Regions from separate parts of the Mus musculus genome. Here region 2 is linked to region 1. The links are chromatin contacts, called in public HiChIP or PLAC-seq maps. All regions are on one chromosome and are shown on one strand. The core of a region is the stretch at or near the end of the contact, and the rest is flanking DNA. Distances in the headings are between cores, read along the strand shown.

Evidence for each region. HiChIP or PLAC-seq counts read pairs in DNA pulled down with a chosen protein or histone mark.
Region 2: an H3K4me3 HiChIP or PLAC-seq map of stem cell-derived neural progenitor cells shows a contact between it and region 1, with 5 times the contacts expected there. The contact joins the enhancer-like site here to the promoter of Gdf10 in region 1. A contact is called at or near these places in 21 of 39 promoter capture datasets (the 3T3-L1 cell line, 3T3-L1-derived adipocytes, the HPC-7 cell line and 12 more), 3 of 15 datasets of contacts at CTCF or cohesin (embryonic stem cells, hippocampal excitatory neurons and stem cell-derived epiblast-like cells), 75 of 484 Hi-C or Micro-C datasets (the 3T3-L1 cell line, 3T3-L1-derived adipocytes, the C10 cell line and 38 more), 26 of 115 datasets of contacts at active chromatin or transcription factors (SST interneurons, VIP interneurons, astrocytes and 16 more) and 2 of 9 other capture datasets (embryonic stem cells and embryonic trunk).

Annotation. Positions count from the first base shown.
Region 1 is chr14:33,921,021-33,925,826 of GRCm38.p6, forward strand. It overlaps Gdf10 (growth differentiation factor 10), which reads left to right and starts at 2,567. Exons shown (of 3, transcript NM_145741.3): 1 at 2,567-3,182. The coding sequence starts at 2,876. Gm30031 (a long non-coding RNA gene) reads right to left here and starts at 2,079. Exons shown (of 4, transcript XR_001781214.1): 1 at 1-2,079.
Region 2 is chr14:33,660,423-33,665,228 of GRCm38.p6, forward strand. No RefSeq gene overlaps it. Among named protein-coding and RNA genes, the nearest start is that of Gm26228, 18 kb to the left of the region's middle. Within about 2 kb of position 1,864, at least 6 of the 459 cell types and tissues checked have an H3K27ac peak or open chromatin away from gene starts, as enhancers often do.

The DNA.
Region 1 (4,806 bases), core at 1,317-3,816:
CTGAATTGCTTCACCAAACACATTTTTATCCCATCATCTCGGCCACATGAAAGGGGGCCACAGTGCTCCAGTGTTCAGAACTTTACAGTCCTGCTGTTCGGCAATAAAATGAGGCAAGAAATATTAGCCGTCCCTGGTTGATGCCTTAATTCTTTCGAAACAATGTCAAAGAATCTGGACCCTACAGGTTTTAGAGCCTGCTAAAGCCTGACCCTCGAGGTGGCTTGAATGGAGCCAGAATGGGTTAAGGAGAGCGAAGAGGCTTTAATGGACAAGGATCCGAATAGCCCAGCTTGTGCCGGCCTCCTGCAGACTCCCCTCCTTTTCACAGACCTCGATTGTGTTGGCCCCAGCAGAGACAAAACTACCCCTGAGCAGAGGTTACCCCCAGCTGGCACAGGTCAGAGGCATTCTTGGGGAGAGGAGAAGAGGGGGTGGCAAGGGAAAGTGAGGGCACATGGGGAAGGAGGGAAGTGAGATGGGGGAGGACATTTATAAGGGAGGATGGTCTGGTCCATTTATGAGGAGAGATTCAGGCCCAGAGCTGGGACCTGATGGGCTCTCAACTCCAGTCCTTTTGGGAAAGCCAGTTCACAGAACAAGTGGGAACTGTATACGAATGGGAAGTTGAATGTGATGTGAGTTAATTTTCAAAATACTACGTATTTATATACATAATAAACGCCACCCCTTAGCGCTTCCAAAAACTACAGGCCAAAGCTTCACAGCTCTGGGAAGGATGGATTCTAATATGATAGTCTGAGATTAAAAAAAATAAATAAATAAAAAATAAAAATAAAAAAACTATAAATAGTCATTTTACAAAGCAACAGAAGGCTTTTCCAGGAAAATTTCAATTATTGCACTGTGATCCCTCCAAAATAAAGTAACTATTTTGGCTCCCAAAGCCCAGAGTCACCAGGTAAGAGGAACATTGGGTTCATGAGTGTACTAACTATTAGCCTGCAGCACAGAGAAGAGTGTGGGCTTGAAGGGGGTCCTGTCCCTCTAATGCAGGGGTTCTCAACCTGTGAGTTGCAACCATTTTGAGGGTCTAATGAAATTTTCAGGTGGGTCTGCTAAAACCATGTGAATGGAAAACAGATATTTATGTTACAATTCAAGACAGCAATTAAATTACAGTTAAGAAGTAGCAATAGAAATAATTTTATGGTTGGGGTTTACCAAAACAGGAAGAACTGTATTAAAAGGTCACAGCATCTAGAGTCTAAAGAGTCCTTCACGTTTAGGTCCCTGGGCGTCTTTCTAGCCTGCTAAATTCTGTGGACTCCTCTCCTAAAGAATGTTTTTAAATGCACAAAATGGAATTCCCAAGTTAACAGAGAAAACCAACAGTACTCTAATATATAAAAATATCTTAAAGCACCTCTGCAGCATGACAATAATAAATATTCTATTTCATTAATTCCTTAATTAGCAGGGCCCAAGACTTGTTGTAATTTCAATAGTGTTTAAGCAAAAAATTTACTTTGGGAAATCTGGAAAACCTTCCCAGGTCCAATGAAAATATCTAACTAATGTCTATCTGTGAAAAGCCACAGCACTTGCCACTATGACTGCTTTCTTGTTCACATAACATTAGAAATTACTATGTTTCAGTTAAAGTTGGTAAAAATGACCAGATCTTCCCCCACCAGGACCCCGAATTCTATCTATAGGGAGGTAAGTTTGCTAGAGTGAAGCACCTTTGGGGCTGCCCTTCTGCCCCGGGACTAAGCTGCCCTAGCAGGGGTCAGCGACACCCTACACCAGCACTTCATTCGGAACTCTTTTTCAAGAAAACTGTGGGCTTTTTCTCCTCCTTCCCTGACGCTTTGAAACTTTTTACAAAGTAAATTGAAAGCATGCCCTTTTCTTTTTTAAGCAATCCTGTCCGATGTTTTCTACAGACCTTTCCTGTGTGTCTTCAACAAGTGGAAACACCGTTGCCAAAGAAAGGGTCAAGTTAACCTGATGATTCTAATTTTGTGTTTTGATCAAGATCTTGCTTCCACCGATTTAGGTTGGTTGAGCTTTGGAAACACACACACACACACACACACACACACACACACACACACACACCTTCTGTTGTTAAATCGCCGGAGCTCCTGTTCCCAAGACTGCACCTTTGCATTTTGAGCACACACTAGCTCAGAGACAACTAGGCACACATGGCCTCTGGGTCCTCATGGGGGAGCTGTCATCTTCCAACCACATAGCCATAGCATGCCATTGCAGGGACAACCCCGCAGGCGGGCCCCCTCCAAAGCCCGCCCAGCCCCCGCGACGCCCTGGCTCAGCTGCAGGCAGCGACACTCCGGAGCCGGCTGCGGGGCTAGTCTCCGGCTCTCGGCGGGGGAGCGGGGAGCGCGCCCGCCCACACCCACGGCCCCCACACTCGGGAGCGCACACCCCGGCGCGCGCACGCCCGCACACCGGGACGCACGCACAGCACACCGGGGCCACAGACCGTCTCTTGGCGGCGGCGAGTGGGGACACAGCAGGATCCCCGCCCCCCGCACCCCCGAGGGCGCTATCGGCCACCTCGCCCCGCCCCGCCCCTCGAACTCGCCAGTCCCGGCGCCGCTCCGTGGGCTGCAAAGTTTGCAGCGCGAGGCCGTCAAGGGAGCGCGCCGGCGCGGGCTCGGCTGAGCTCCACGCGGCTCAGGATAGCCGTGGTCGCTGGCCCGGCGGCGCGGATGCTCGGCGCACAGCGCTGCTACAGAGAGCCAATCCCGATACCTCGAGTGGGGTCATCCGGGCTGTCCGAGTCCCACAGGGACACTCCAGCCGCGGACGAGGTGCACAGCCAACACTGAGCCCTCCTTGTCTGTTCTCCTGGGCTCAGACCCTTCACCACCGTTACTCAGCCATGGCTCCAGGTCCTGCTCGGATCAGCTTGGGGTCCCAGCTGCTGCCCATGGTGCCGCTGCTCCTGCTGCTGCGGGGCGCAGGCTGCGGCCACAGGGGCCCCTCATGGTCCTCATTGCCCTCGGCAGCTGCCGGTCTGCAGGGGGACAGGGACTCCCAGCAGTCACCCGGGGACGCAGCAGCCGCTCTGGGCCCAGGCGCCCAGGACATGGTCGCTATCCACATGCTCAGGCTCTATGAGAAGTACAACCGAAGAGGTGCTCCACCGGGAGGAGGCAACACCGTCCGAAGCTTCCGTGCCCGGCTGGGTAAGTAGAAGATGCACCGGGAGTCCTAATCCATCAGTTCTCTATCTGTTTTCTCTGTTCCTTCGCAGCTTTCTTCTCCCTTCCTTTCTTGTACTGACTTTTAATTCATCTTTCCACTGACAATCCACTCAGTTCCCTGAACCAGGCCAGAGCTTGCAGTTGGGACAAGTGGTACTTGGTGGCAGACCTCCTGTCCCTGGGAGCTTGCACAACTGCTGGACAACTATCAGCATATACTCAAGGCTTTAGGCACAGAATGGAGATGGGCATGGACTGAGGACCATCCGTGCCATAAGTTGTGCTGGCACTTGCTGTATGGGGGTCACAGGGATTGCTCAGCGAGTCACAAGGCAGCACCAGTGGAAGTGCCAAGCACGGAGCCCGGATAGGAAGCTTGATTTGGGTAGCAAGAAAGCACAGAGCACTAAGAGCCTGTGACCTCAGGACGGAAAACTTCAGAAGAAAGGTCTCAGAAAAGGTCCAGAAGCACCTTGCCCAGGTCCTGGTCCATGCCCCACTTTACTCTCTTCACACCTAGGGATGAACTTGCCAGAGGCCATTTGACAGAGGCTCTCCCCACCCTCTTCTTAGGGAAGGTGGCTCTGAGCCCCAGCCCACTAACTTTGGGCTGAGAAGCCCTTGCAAGGCCCGGGCTAAGTGCGGGAGTGCTGAGGAAGTGAAGTCTGGGAAGCAGGTGGTGAGAAGACCCTGGTTGTCATGGTGACTGCTCATGGTTTCAGAATGCCTTTCCAGAAAATGTGGGCAGGGGTCTCCTGCAGTCCTGTCTGGGAGGAGGCCGTTCCCCAGGAGAAAAATCCTTCTGTCTGCGCTCTTCTTTCCCAAGGTCGATAGGCGCAAACCTTGGCGATCTTCGAGGCTGACCTGTACAGCCCCAGGGCTTCCCACCTGCTGCTCACTGGGCGCCATCTTGGCTTCCGATTCAGACAGAACATGGGTAATGGGGCATCTTTTCCAAAGAACAGAGCCTTCGTCGTACCAGGATGTGTTCCTAGGTTCTAGGCCAACTCTGGCCTCCCTGGGACCTTTTAGTCAATGCCTGGCATTCGTTTCTGGAGAAGCTTTATTAAAGTAAGCCCCTTAAGGAACATTTGGCACTATTGAGTTAAATCATTAAAACTATGTGGACTTGTTTGTACTTTATAAAATGGGCAGCACACAGCAGCATCCCCCTTTCTGGGGTGGAAGAAAGATGAAATGGAGTAATACTGTACGTCCAGCGCCCTGGCCAGATTGAGTAGTGTTGTAATGCTTGGAACAGAAAGTACTGTGATTGGTGCTTTGTGTTCCTATAGGCTTGAACTTGACCTGTGTTGCCCATTAACTCTTGCCCCTGGAACCTTGAAGTGCAAACAGAAAGGTCGTCAGGGGTCACCACTGCAAGAAGTGAGCGTATCCCACTGGGCACAAACATCTGCTGCAGCCTGGTTATGGAGGGGTACAGTAGTGTCTGTTTTCACCATACCAAGGTGATGAGACTTCCTAGCACAAAATAATAGTGAACATTTTAATGGCCTGGGGACTGGACCTTAAATCCAGCACTCCCATTTCACAGATAAGGACAGAAAGACAGATCAGGGGAGAAAGTTGTTGCATCAAGGAGGCA
Region 2 (4,806 bases), core at 614-3,113, 260 kb before region 1:
CTAGTGGTAAGAAGCTGATGCACAATTGTAGGTGCATCAAGCCATAGAGAGTTAGAACAAGGAAGAGACCATTGCACATGGTCTTAATGAGAATGGAGGCCCAACCAGCGGTATCTGAGGGCCAAGGTCAAATGGAAGGCACTCAAGAAGCAGAATCTGTTATTCAACCTCATGGATAAATTTTTTTTTGCATGAATTTTGTGGAAGAGGGTTTTAAGTCAAAACACAACACTCTTTAACAAACGGTACTGGAAAGCCTGATTATCCACAGAAAAGTAATGAAATTAGATCCTTCTCTCATACCATAAACAAAATCCAACTCCATACGCACTGAAGATTTAGACCTGAAGCATCTCGAGGTCCTAAGGAAAACCAAACACGACATTGGTTTTGGTGGCGGGGTTTGGATTTGCGATCCAAAGCACAGGCCTCCGATATGCAAATGGGATTACATGAAATTGCACTGTTTCTTCACAGAAAATGGAAATCAGCAAGAGAGTAAAGAGGCAGTCTATGGAACAGGAGAAAATCGTTGCGAAGCATCTCTTTGATGAAGTTAATCATCTTCTAAAATGTATTTGAAACTACAATTCAACAGCAAAACGCCAAATGGCCTAGTTACTTGAATAAGTGCTCACCAGTGAAGACATACAGTCGGCCAGCAAGTATAATAAGTGCTCACTCTCATGCTCATCAGCAAAATGCAAGTCAAGGCCACAGTGAGATCCACCTGACACCAGCTGGGACGGCAGCCACAATAGGGACAAACGATTACGAGTGTGGAGGATGCAGAACGGTTCTGGTGGGGATCACAGAGTGGCAGAGCCACTAGAACGGTAGGAAATATGAATGGAGTGACTGCATGACCCAGCAATCCTGTTTCTAGGTATTTCTTCAAAAGGATTGGACTCAGAATCTTGATGTGGCATCTATATCCATATGTCACAACAGCAAAGATGGGGAAAACCTGGCGCTTACAACCACACCACTCCATCTCCTTCTCGTGGGTACACCCACTGTCAGTAAGCAGCTCCATAAGTTATATCTGCCTGATCCCATAACATATACCATCCCATGCCTTCATCCACTGATAGACCAATGGGAAGGAAATGCATGCAGCTGTGCTAGAGATAAAGCTACAGAATATGATTTTAGGTAAAAATAAGTCATGAATTCTTCATGATTCCACTTACATGAAGTATCTGCAACAATCCGCTGTGTGAAATCAGAGAAGGAAGTAGGGGCTGCCATGGGCTCAAGGAGGGGGGAAATGGGAATATTTTTTTCCACTGGCATAAAGTTTGTATTATGCAAGATGGGTTAAGTTCTGGAGACCCATGCGAATGACATGCTGGTGTGTACGTTAAGAGGCTGGACCTCACATTGTGTTCCTGCAAAAACCACAAAGAGCCACAGAAGAACAAAAGGATATTTTGGGAGGTGATAAATGTGTTCACTTGGCTACGGTGGGGGATCGCAGGTGTACACATATGTCCAAATTCATGGAGATATCTACATCAGATGTGGGTGATATTTTGTACTTCAGAAGTATGTATTAATAAAACTAAATATTAAACTTAGCAGGAAGAAGCTGTGAGGCAGGGAGATGGAAAGGGGTCAGGAAGGAATCAGGAAGGAGAAGGATCCAGAGTCCAGCGGGGAAAGTTTGTCTTGAAAAGAGGAAGGATATTTCTCAGATAAAGACCCACTGGGGGGAGATAGAGACATTCAGAGAAGGGGAGAGAAAGTGAGAACATCGTTATTGAATGAAGTTCTCGATAAATCACAAGACACATCCATCTGCTGCGAGTCCAGGAAGTGGGGTCTGGCTCGAGGGCTCCGGAAGAGGAGGAAGATTGGGAACAGCTGCTGAGGGCTATGCTGGGGAAGGCAGGCAGCAGGGGATGGGGAACAGGGCTACTCAGCAGTGCTGGAGCTATGGTGGTTAGCAAGCATCGCCTTGTCAGGGGGCCAAGCAGAAAGTTGCACGCGCGGCAGCATAGCCAGGAGAGAGGTAGGCAGGTGGTGGCTGATCTGGGCTGATTGGTGACAAGGTGGGACTAGAAAAATGTCAGGAGAGGAGGGTCAGGAGTTGGGACTGAGCATGAGAACAGAGTTGACAATGGTTTCAGGATGAAATGCTGGTCTGAACAGGGCTGGGGAGATGGTGAACAGGGCCTGTAGCAAGATGGAAGAGCAGATTAGGACTAGTGGTGCGGCAGGAGAGGGCACAGGCTTGCTTGCAGCTGCAGTGTCTTTAGAGGGATAAAGAAATGTGAGGTGGAAATGTATCCCTATGAGTCTGGAAAGGGTCACCAGTGGTCCCCAGAGGCAAGAGAAGCAGAATTCTAGATGATTGGTCAGCCTAGAGGCTGCTGTCTGTCCCTATCCAGTCTTGATCGCTAATGGCAGAGACAGAGTAAGAACAAGGGCCAGGGATGCCGGTAGCATCCTCTGAGAGGTGGGGCCTTGGGAGTATGGTGCATCATGGGATGACTGTCCCAAGGGAGGGAGTCTCAAAATGTCTTTTTCCCTAGCAATGTTCCAAGTGTTGGAGCTGTGTCATAGGACGGTGTGTGATGGGAGGTGGTATATGTAAGCAGTCAGGGCAATTACTGACAAAACACTAGGCATTTCCAGGGAGATGGAAGGGAATAGTTTGAGAATACTAACATCCGCCATGAGATGAAAGGACATGAGAGTCCAAGACTGATACCACTGAGATTGTCGAAGCGGTGAATCTTGGTCACAGGGTGAGTAACTATGGAAAGGAGGAGAGGGACTTAGGGACACAACTTAAGACAGGAAGGATGGAGCAGAGGGCCAGGCGACTGTCATTGTTGTGGAGATGTTGAAAAGTAAGTTATGAGAGCATCAAAGAGGTCACAAAAGTCAGGGGACTAACAAAAGTTGGCCGGGATTGTGAATATAGGAACAGTTAAAAATCAATTAGTGCCAGGCATGGTGGTACACACCTTTAACCTTAACACTTGGGAGGCAGATCTCTGCGAGTTTAGGCAAGCCTGGTCTATGTAATGAATACCAAGTTAGCCCGGGATACATAATAAGACCCTGTTTCAAATGTTTAAGAAAACATCAAGAATTTAGAATTTAGCAGTGGGGGATATAACAAAGTCCCAGCAATGGGAACTGACCAGAACTGCCCATGAAGCAGCAGGAACTCTAAGAAGTGGTGCCAGCGGGATGTGCCAGCAAAAAGGGAGGGATCAGAAGTTCCCGGTGCTTCAGGGATGAAGAGGAAGGTGGAGACCAGGGTTGAGCACTGGGGACAGAAAACGCCAAGTTTCAGGAAAGGTCTAATGTTCCTATTAACAAAGTTCTGGAGGGGACGGTAAAAGATAGGGCTTACAAGTATTCCAACGAACAATGGTAGAAAACCTCCAAAATATGGAAAAAGACATAAATATACAGACTCCTAAGTTTAATGAACACAAAACACAAGAGAAAAAAAGAAAATATCACAAGGAGATATTTTCATGACAGGAAACCCCTGAAAACTAAAAGCAGAGGCGTCTTGAAAGCAGACAGGAACATCACATTGTCCATACGGATGCTCGTGGCTTTATCATCTGAAGCTGCAGAGACAGAGAAAATTTAGGTAATGTGCTTTAGGTATTGAAAGAAGAATTACCAACTTCAAATTCTAGATACCGTAAAAATAGTTTCCAGATATGAATAGTTTCAGATATGAAGCCCGTGGGTCACACATGTGACCAAGGATGTGTAACTGGGATGCACAGACTTTCCAAATCTTTTGCCAAAAGCAAGCTGATTGAAGAATTATTATACACATGCAATGTTCAATGATTTGATTTATAAAAAGCCGATTAGAAAATTTCCAAAAGCTCCGAAGAGACATTTTTCTGAAGAGGTCATATTGTTGGCAAGTAAACACTGGAAAGACACTCGCTCATTGGGGTAAATGCAATTGATGATCATGATTAAAAACTGTGAGATGCACTGGCACGAATGGAGTTCCTGGAGATCTCAGACTTGGCTGGGCAAGACCTAAACTGTTCAGCCACTTGGAAAATAGTTTGGTGGATTCTCATGTAACTAAACTGTAACCATGGGACCCAGATAGCATTCCTGAGCATCACCTCTAAGTGAACGGAAATTCTTGCCCACATGTAAAACACATATTCCTAGCAGCTTTATCCATAAAAGTCCTAAATCAGAAAAGACAAGGTGCTCCAGGAAAATGGATATATATATATATATAATATATATATACATATATACACACACACACAGAGTAAATACATATGTACATACGTACCCAAAACCTTTAGGTCAGAGTGACAGTAGATCCTGTGCCTTGTCCAGAGATGCCAGGGGCATATAGAATTGTGACACCAGAATATTCTTCAAAAGCAATGGTTGCTTGACTTTCACATCAAACAAAACTGACCAGTAACAGAAAGAATAGAGAAATGCATCATCAGCCTGTGAACGTTGTCTCCTTCCAGCCTTCAGTGAGCAGTGAGTGTGTGAGTCCTAAATCTGTGCTTGAGAAACTCTGGCTTCTCACAGAGCAGGCGTCACGGAGAACCATGGGAGCTGAATCAGAGAAAGCCATCTTATCAAACGGATGGCTTGCAATCACTATTTAGCCAAACCTGTAAAAAAAGTGTTTCCAAGACATCAAAGTCTTCTGTGGTTGGTTATAACCAATGTGGAAGAAAATAATAAGTATAGTAGAACTTAGCACGTTTACTCTCCTATAATGTAAAATGCTGACAGCAAAGGGCTTACTTAAGAAGCTTGGAAAGGGTGGCTTAAGCA